Regions from separate parts of the Hordeum vulgare genome. Here region 1 is linked to region 2. Evidence: chromatin contacts called from public Hi-C data. All regions are on one chromosome and are shown on one strand. Each heading gives the region's core, a stretch centred on a gene start, on an enhancer-like site or on the middle of the called end of the contact. The rest is flanking DNA. Distances are from core to core; before and after follow the strand shown. Region 1 holds the start of LOC123427770 (secretory carrier-associated membrane protein 6). Region 2 holds the start of LOC123427769 (probable WRKY transcription factor 35).

Region 1 (4,826 bases), core at 989-3,488, 230 kb after region 2:
TAGACGCATGATTTAAAAGATAAAACATTTTCAATAAATGGGTCTACAAAAAGAACTCCAGGTTAGGACAGGTAGCACACATGCAGTGCGTCATTTGTCGTAACATGTGGAAATGGTACTGACCTTTCCAAGATGTACACCTCAATTAGTGATTTTGAAATAATTTATTTGATGTCACCATTTGGCAAGCCAATAATTGGCAATATTAAAAGTGTCGAAAATTTGACAACTTCTTATGAGGTTAGCAAATTAACATGATAACCAAGCAAGCAGTACTCAATATTTGATATTTGTCAAATTTTGGCGTGTCAATTTTTGGTATCAAACCAGTCCTACCCTATATCTCGCGTTTTGGCGAGTTTACTTTCTGTCTCGCTGAAGCTTTCCCTCATGCGATGTAACCATTGGCCAGCCAATTTCGTCTATTTCTCTTTCGGTTCACTAGGTTTTTCATCGAGTTCAAAAAAATAGTTCGTTCACTTCACTTCGTCCACTGGTTTTGCTAGGTCTTTCCTTTTTTTTTTGCTTTGTTTCCACAGGAGTTTCTTTGGTTTTCCTGCTTTTATTTTTTTTAACCACATTTTTTGTTTTTTTTCTTGGTTCTAACTGTCCTCTTGTTTTCACTGGTTTTCTTCATTACTTTCTATGTTTTCATTGTTTTTTCTTTTCTTTCCTTTTCCTTTGTTTTTTCTCGGTCTTTATTATTTGTTTTCTATTTTCTTTCTTTTTCTTCACTTTTGTTTTTTTGGAATTTTTATTTGTTTCTTTCTAGATTTTCCACTGTTTTCATTCTTTTACATTGGTTTCTTCACTTTTTCATTTTATTGTTTTGTTTTGTTTTTTCTATTTTTTATCAGGTTTCGTTTTTTTCAATTCACATCCTCTTTTGTTCAACACATTTAAAATGTGTTTTAATAGACATTCAACTTTTTTTCGTATATATCAGAAACATTTTTATGTACACGTTTAACATGTTTTTAATACATGATTATCCATGTTTGAAAAATATACTTTTTACTTATATTATTTCACATATTATAATATTTTTTATATATCTAATAGTATTTTATAATACAAATTATATATTTATAAAATACATGTTTAAAAAAATTAATACATGGTCAACAAATTATTTTTGTACATATTTTTTTGCACATTTTTGTTACCATTTTCAAATAAATTTAGGAATTTTATTAGGTGGTCAACATTATTTTTATAAATATTTAACATTTTGCAAATTCTAGATTCACAATTTCCAAATACAAGGTTACATTTTTTATATTATAAGATCAACATTTTTAATACTTGGTAAAAAATATATAATTTTTTAACATTTTTAAATGCTTGATTTACATATTTTTAAATACTTATTTAAAAAATTCCAAATGATTTTATTAATATTTTTATAATACATTATCAAGTTTTTCACACACATTGTATATTTTTCTATACGCAGTTAACATTTTTCAACTCGTTATGTAAAGTTTTTTTGTAATATATTTATTTTGAATATTTGATGTATAAACAAATTTAAAAAAGAAGCATAAAGCAGAAACAAATAACATAAAGATAAAATAAAAATAATGAGGTTCTGGCCTCCCACGCACCTGGACTTGCCCATCTTGCGCTCCCCTTGACGCGAGGCCTCTCTACATCTCGCTATAAGCAAGACATGGGGGAAAACCCAAATTATCGACGAACTCACTGGTTAATGGATACCACATGCAGTGTGTCACTTGCCGCAACATGGAAGTTTTTCTTTCGTCTAAATTCGTTTGTTCAAAACATTTTATCTCTTGAACCATGTGTTCAAATTCCGAACCATTTTCATCTTGTATTTCTCACTTGATCATTAAAACCAAATCTCATGCTAAAAGGTTTAAAGAAACACAGAAGAAAAATCCCCTAGCCGGGAGCACGTTTCTTTTCTGCTTTATTTTCCTTTTCGAGAGACAAGGATATGCGCCTTCAGGAGATGCAAAATATGTGCTTGTGGTGGAAGCACACAGAAAACATGCAAAACGGGGCGCGATTTATTTTCCTTTTCGAAGAAGCACATTTTTTTTTTTGAGGAAACGAAGGAGCACAAATATGGGCTCTCGCAGCAGGACGGGCCGTGGGCTTACTTGCATGCGGGTGGTGCGCACGTGCGACGACGACGACGACCCGTGCGAAGCCGACCCAACCCACTCCAGTCGCGTCGCATTCCACCCCCGAGAGAGGAGGTCACGTGAAAAGAAGGGAACGGCTTGGACTGGAAGCGACCCGCGTCCACCACCGCCGCTTTCCCCGTCTCCTCCCCTCACCCTCACCCTCACCGCGCGGCGAGGCCGAGCGACCCACCCAGCGGCGAGCCCGGCATGCATCACGACCCCAACCCCTTCGACGAGGGCACCGCCGGCGACGAAAACCCCTTCTCCGTGAGCCAACCTCCCCCTCCCCCTTCCCTCTATCCGCTCACCTATCGCCCCTTCGTTCCGCGGAAAAACCCTCGCCGCCTGCGACGGGGGTAGTGGCTCGGCAGATCTGAACTCCCGCGTGATGTTTCTGTGGCTTTGCAGAATGGAGGAGGCCGGGGCGGGAAGCAGCAGTACGGCTTCAGGCCCACCGAGCCCGTCGGCTTCGGCGGCGGCGGCGGCGGCGGCAGCAGGGGCGACGCCACCGTCGATGTGCCCCTCGACAACATGGGCGTAAGGCGCCTCACGCGCTGGTCATCCTTTTTGTTTTTTTCGTTCGCGCGTCGTTCGGCTTGCACGAATCTGATGCTTCTGGTGCGCCGCGCAGGACTCGAATGGCAACGCGAGGGAGCTCTCGTCGTGGGAATCAGATCTGAGGCGGCGTGAGGCGGTGGGGTTTGCTCTCCTCTTTGCCCTTAAACTTCACTGTGGTTGGTTAGGTTGTGTTTTGTCTCACGGTGTTTGTTCTGTTACTTCAGGATATCAAAAGGAGGGAGGAATCGCTCAAGAATGGTGAGCCACTGTTTCGTTTCTGGTGTCAATTGTGTTTCAGTTATGAGTTGTGTTAGCAGCAGTGTGCTTAGGTCCTGCTTGGAATGGGTGTAAGTTTTTACGCCCGTATTTATTATACACGTGTAACTTACCGACCGCCTATTGTTTCCTACGTAAAATAAAAACGACGGGAGAACCACAAACGAATTTAAACGCTGATCCAAACGCAACCTTATTTTATTTGTGCTTTCCTTTTCTTTCTTTGATGCAGCTGGAGTGCCCATGGAGGAGAAGAATTGGCCGCCATTTTTCCCGATTATCCACCATGACATCGCCAATGAGATACCGGCCAACGTGCAGAAGCTACAGTATCTGGCGTTCGCAAGCTGGCTTGGTACGTACTTGTTGGCTGCTGGTAGCGTATTTTTTTTGTAATCATTCTAGTTCGTCAGTACAATTATGCAATTTGGTTCTAATAGTAGTCTGTCCTGCAACAGTTTGGTTCTCTGTAATAACTAGCAAAGTATGTTGGAGCTGAGTTTTTTCTTTTGCTGTTGGTTATTTCCCTAGTTGCCTAGGATAAACTTTTAAGTTGTCTTGGATACACTTCTGGCCTGGGCTGTTTTGCCTCATTTCTAATAAAAGTGGGGCAGGGGGGAAACCCCTTTCTATTAAAAAAAAAAAACAATTATGCAATTGTGTTATTATAGGCTGTAGATATGGTTCATTTCAGAGTCACATGGTCATGATAGTTTCCGTTTTGTGTTATTTTGACTTACAGGAATTGTGCTCTGCCTCTCCTGGAACTTTATTGCTGTCATAGTCTGCTGGATCAAGGAGGGAGGTGGGTTTTCATCACCGCCTATGAATGCCTGGGTTTTCTTGTACATTGGTGGATGCTGAATGCTTGGATTGCTTATGTTTGCAGATTCAAAGCTGTTCTTCCTTGCTACAATCTATGCTTTGCTTGGAATTCCCCTTTCTTACTTGATGTGGTATCGACCCCTCTACCGTGCAATGAGGTATGCTATCATGGTACTGTTTTAGCACTTTCACCTATCAATGGAAAAAGGACATCATGAGTGAATTTATTATTTATTTTAGGGCTTTCCACCTATGCACATCACAGTGACCGTATTTATTTTCCCTAAATGTTCTGTGCCGACCTGCAATATTTACTAGCATCGTTTCCATCCACCGAAAATATTAAAGGTCAGTTTATGCGAGTTTAGAACTTCTGCCTGATTTCCTTGAAAAATTACTTATCCACACAATTCATGATGCAAGCGATAGCTACAACAGTTACAAAAATATTTTGGTGGACCTACACCAGCTACACATAATTGTTTCCATTTCATGTATCAGTGACCAATTGCTGGGTATAGTCGTCCTGAGATGATAGTTTGACACATTTTAGAAGTGACTGCATGTTCAGTCCAATTGTTTAACAATTTAAGAGAAAAACTGAACTGTGCATTATGATGTGTGGAAACATCTGATATGTTCATTTACTTCTTTAAACAGGACTAACAGTGCATTCAGTTTTGGGTGGTTTTTCCTGTGTTATCTGGTAAGATCTGCCTGCAAAGCTTATTTAACTTTCTCTTGACATTTCAACTGTTGTAATAATTATCTTATCACACGGTCACATTCTTCATCTTGTTCTTTGGTGCAGATCCACATTGGTTTTTGCATAATTGCTGCCATTGCTCCGCCAATTGTATTCCAAGGGAAATCATTAACGTAAGCTACCACCACTTTTATTCAGTGAACATCGCAATTTCTGTGGTAAATTTCTATTGCACCAGTGTTACCATTTGGAACACCTGGCGACCACCACACTGAGAGTATTTTTATTGAAACCAACAGGATGTTGAC
Region 2 (4,434 bases), core at 1,150-3,649:
TGTAAGAGGGGGGGGGGGGGGGGGGGGCTATATACATGACCGAGATGAATTTCTAGCTAGATAGGTACCCATTTGTTTATCTTCCAATTAATTTCAGCGCGGGAGTTCATGCATCGATCATGCAGACACAATATGGAGCTGAGGAATTATATAATGTTGGACCATGCGTGTAACCGAGATCATTTACTCTTATCAGTTCAGAAGCTTCATCCTCATTTAAGCACCCGAACTTCGATACAATGCTAGAAATGTTTTTTTTAATTAGACGAAAAGATGTCAACGACTTGGTAATGCATAGAAGCACCATATACATATGCATCGATCCAATATAATCAAATTATTTTGGATTGGACATATATATATAAACCTGTGTTAATAAATTAGTAATTCATGTAGCAAATGTACATACCTTGGGTGAGGAGAGCCCTTGATAGGCTTTTGGCCGTACTTCCTCCATGCCCAGAGATCAGAAGGAACCACCTCCCCGGTTGGTCTTGAACCCGCCGTTGTCGGTGCCGGAATGCACACCACCTTCCTTGCCTGGTTCTTCCTGTGCACATAGTACATGGATATAAGTAAGAGGATAAAAATCACCACAAACACCACAACTACTACTATCACAGGTATAAGAAGTGAAGAACACGCGATCGATATGTTGCATCACCACAAGTAAATAGTAAACTTCATGGAAACTTTGTTACCAACTAAAAAGCACACTACTTGTGATTGCTTAGGGTTTGAAAAGCCGAGCTTCTCGGCCGTGAGTACAAAAAAGTGGCGGCTAGGTCTAGATGCACATGACATGACCTGTCCTCGATCGCATAGAGACATTGTTTGCCAATTCAGAAATATTCGCGCCGATCACAATCACCATGTGGCTATGGAGACTCTTGTGCCTAAAACTTCGAGCTCCAGGCACTACTCACAATCTCGGCGATTAATTCTGGTCACATCCCGAGAAATACTCGGAACTTCCTCACCTCTCTCTAATAATCTCTTCATGGTGAAGTGAAGAACACGGAAAGAAGAGGGCGAATTAAAGAGCAGAAGAAAGAAAAATGGCGAGCGCGCGCAGAAATTTCCCTTCGTTCGAAATCAACTACTGTATGCAGGTATGCATGCAACGCGACGATGATTTCTAGCTTGGGTCGGCCCAGATCTAGCTCTATCCGGTGGCGATATGTATTGACGGGTTCCAACCTGCGCTTGATCCCGCCGTTGTTGTTGCGCGGCGACGACATCTGCATGCCGGCGACGGCGGCGTCGATGGCGCACCCGGCCGCCTGCCCGGCCGTGATGCCGAGCTTCACCATGTCGCCCGGGGTCATCGCCGGGTACGGGCGTATCGCTATGGGCGATAGCGACGACTGCATCAGCCTCGGCCCCATCCCACCTCCGATTCCCGCCGGCATCATCTGCATCCCCCTCGGCAGGAGCGGCTTCCTGCCCATGTCGAACATCTGGCCACCGCCTCCGCCTCCTCCGCAGCCGGTGACGACGCCGCCGCCGCCGCCCGCTTCGAAGCCGATTTTGGCCATGGCGTCAGGCATGCCTTCCAGGAACTCGGGGGCGCCCGACGAATAGTCGCTGCTGAACGGGTCCCCGAGCCCCGCGAAAGGGTCGCCGAAGACATCGCCGCCGGTCCCCGGCGACGACGAGGAGGGCGGAGGCGGGAACAGCATCGGCTGGTCGGCCGGCTGCAGCTGCCACTCGGCGGCCGTTGACGGGATGTTGCTGCCGTCGCCGTCGTTGTTTCCCGGCATGGCGCCGCCGGCCCGCACGATGTCTGTGAGGTCCCCGCCGCCGGCCTGGTCGCCCTCCATCCTCTGGAGGAAGTAGTCGCACATAGCTAGCTAGTAGCTAGCTAGGGTTGTCTACTCCTTGGGCCCGCCGATCTCTCTTCCTCTATAGTGGATGCTCGCCGCAAGCAAGCAAGAGCAAGAGCAAGAGCAAGAGCTTCACGGGCAACCGCCCAATAATTCCTTAGCTTGCTCTTCCACAGGAATGATTCACGCAAAGGATCGGTCGAATCGTAACAGGGCGAGCAAGGTATGAAATATGTGTCGTTGGAGACGCGGGTTGGCCCGATCTGCTTGGAGAATGAAGCTAGCAATGATTCAACAGCAAGCTTACAAGTTTATTTGTTGTTGTTTGGTGCCGGGCGGGGGCTGCAGAAAAGGAGGTAGGGTGGAGGGGAAGCAGGATGTGATGTGAGAGGGATAATGGCTAGCCGGCTACTCCCCCTTCTAGCTTAGCTAGCTAGCTAGTAGTAGCGGCCACGGAAAAAGGGAACTATCTTTTCCTAACACAAAGCAAGCGAAGCGAGGTAGCAGCAGCAGGTCGATGGCAATGGAGATGGATAGATGGATGGATGGGTAACTTGAGTTGGCTTCCAAAGAGGACAATAAAGAAGTATGTGAGGGCAGACGAGATCAGGGGGTACAGGAGGGCGAGAGCGATGGGTTCCCGGCCGGATTATTTTTCTCTGGACGGGGCGGAAGAAGGTGATGTGTGTGCACACGGGAACGGGAAGCCGATGGACGGGTGGATGGATGGATGGATGGATGGACGCTGACTTTCTCCGGGGCGGGGAGCGAGGTGTGCGAGCCCCGTACGCAAGGCGGCATGGCCGCGGCGGGTGCTTGTCGCGCGCGCGGTAAATAACGTGGGTTTTTGCTTTTGCATGCATGCATGCATGGTGAAAACTCAGACTGGGGGCGCCGGATGCCCAGCGCGGCGTCCTTGTACCTTTGTCGTCTTGGCTGACCGAGACCCGACTCCTCACCGATGCCTGACAGCATATACTACATGTGGATTCTTTTTTACCTCTGAAAAAGAGGATCAAACGCTGGCCCTAGCTAACATAAATCCAGATTCTCAAAATAAAAGAGAAAAGATGACCCCATACATATGGAAGTTTGCATCTCGTCCACACGTATGGATCGGTGTCAGTTTATGGTTGCACCAATCTTAATAAATTTTGTCAGATTTTCTATGTCACGTAGGATTTGATTTATGTGTGGACATTTAACCACTTCGTTCACATGACAATTTCTCTCACAGCGTGAAACTTTTTTGGTTTTTGATTTAAAAATGTTTTATCTTTTAATTAAAAAATCTAATTAAAAATCCGTTTCACCATTAAATCTGTCACAATGAGATCTTCAAAACTAGATTTCATGTTGATATGTTTCGATGAATTTTTTTTAGACAAAAGTTGTCATGATTTTACACTGTAGTTGCCATAGTGTTTACACTGCATTTGCAATGACATCTTCTATCTATTTTTTCTTCCAGATTTAAAGTTATCGTTATATTTTTAACTACTTTTTACGATAATTTTTATTAACTGACCATGGTAATTTTTCGTAATTAATTACAACAAATTTAATGTATGGATCATGACAATTTTTAGTAATCCATCATGATAAATTTAGTTTATAGATCATAGCACTTTTAGAATTTTGACCATGATCCTAAAAAAAAAGACCAAAAGTTGCCATGATGCTTACACTATAGTTGCCATAGTGTTTACACTAAAGTTGGCATGACATGTTCTACCTATTTTTTCTTCTAGATTTAAAACTACCACTATATTTTTCAACTACTTTTTTACGCCAATTTTTATTAATTAACCATGTCAATTTTTTCACCATGGTAATTCATCATGACAATTTTAGTTTATGGTTCATGGCAAGTCTAGTTTCTTAATACCACGTTTTATAATATGTCAAAATTTAGTGTTAAAGGTAGAAGTAAAAATAGTTAAAACATGTCATGGCAACTTCAGTGTAAACATTATGGCAATTCATGTGCAATAGACATGGCAACTTTAGCCCATAAAAAAGTCATCGAAACATATTGATATGAGATCTAGTTTTGAAGATCTCGTCGGGGTGGGTTTAATGGTGAAAACGGATCTTCAATCGGATTTTTCATTTACAAGATAAAATATTTAAAATATTGGAAATCCAAAAAGATTCCCACATACATACATGCGGTGACGTGAGAGCAGGAGACAACACGTGTGGGCGTTAGCTGTTTTGTCCATACGTAGGCGTGCACGTTGTTTCTCTTGCACACCACACGAGACATATGGCAAGACCTCTTAACGCCCACATGTGTAGGCGTTAGCGCGACCCAAATAAAAACCTAACATAAATCTATAACCGGACTCCTCAATTCGTCCGGTTAGTCGTTGTTTGGACATGAAGAAAGAAAGAAAAAAAACCTAACTAAAACCCTCAAATCGTACTCCTATAAAAGATATTGAAGTACCCATTTTTGGTGGGCGCTTCACGGGAGAGAGTGCCCTCTGCGCGGTGTCTATTTTCGATGCCTTGCCACAAGGGCCTCTTGGGGCTCTCCGACGGCCCGATCTGCCTGGACGGCGCACCTCAGCGACCTGACTTGGAAGTCCATGATTGGTGGACC

Evidence for each region. Hi-C and Micro-C count contacts between places; a contact is called where the count stands out from the background.
Region 1: a Hi-C map of seedling shows a contact between it and region 2, with 4 times the contacts expected there. The contact joins the promoter of LOC123427770 here to the promoter of LOC123427769 in region 2. A contact is called at or near these places in 2 of 6 Hi-C or Micro-C datasets (leaf and seedling).

What each region holds. Positions count from the first base shown.
Region 1 is chr2H:609,856,271-609,861,096 of MorexV3_pseudomolecules_assembly, forward strand. It overlaps LOC123427770 (secretory carrier-associated membrane protein 6), which reads left to right and starts at 2,239. Exons shown (of 12, transcript XM_045111885.1): 1 at 2,239-2,420; 2 at 2,562-2,690; 3 at 2,785-2,847; 4 at 2,936-2,969; 5 at 3,220-3,342; 6 at 3,730-3,792; 7 at 3,877-3,970; 8 at 4,473-4,518; 9 at 4,624-4,691. The coding sequence starts at 2,361.
Region 2 is chr2H:609,627,350-609,631,783 of MorexV3_pseudomolecules_assembly, forward strand. It overlaps LOC123427769 (probable WRKY transcription factor 35), which reads right to left and starts at 2,400. Exons shown (of 3, transcript XM_045111884.1): 1 at 1,201-2,400; 2 at 410-550. The coding sequence starts at 1,847.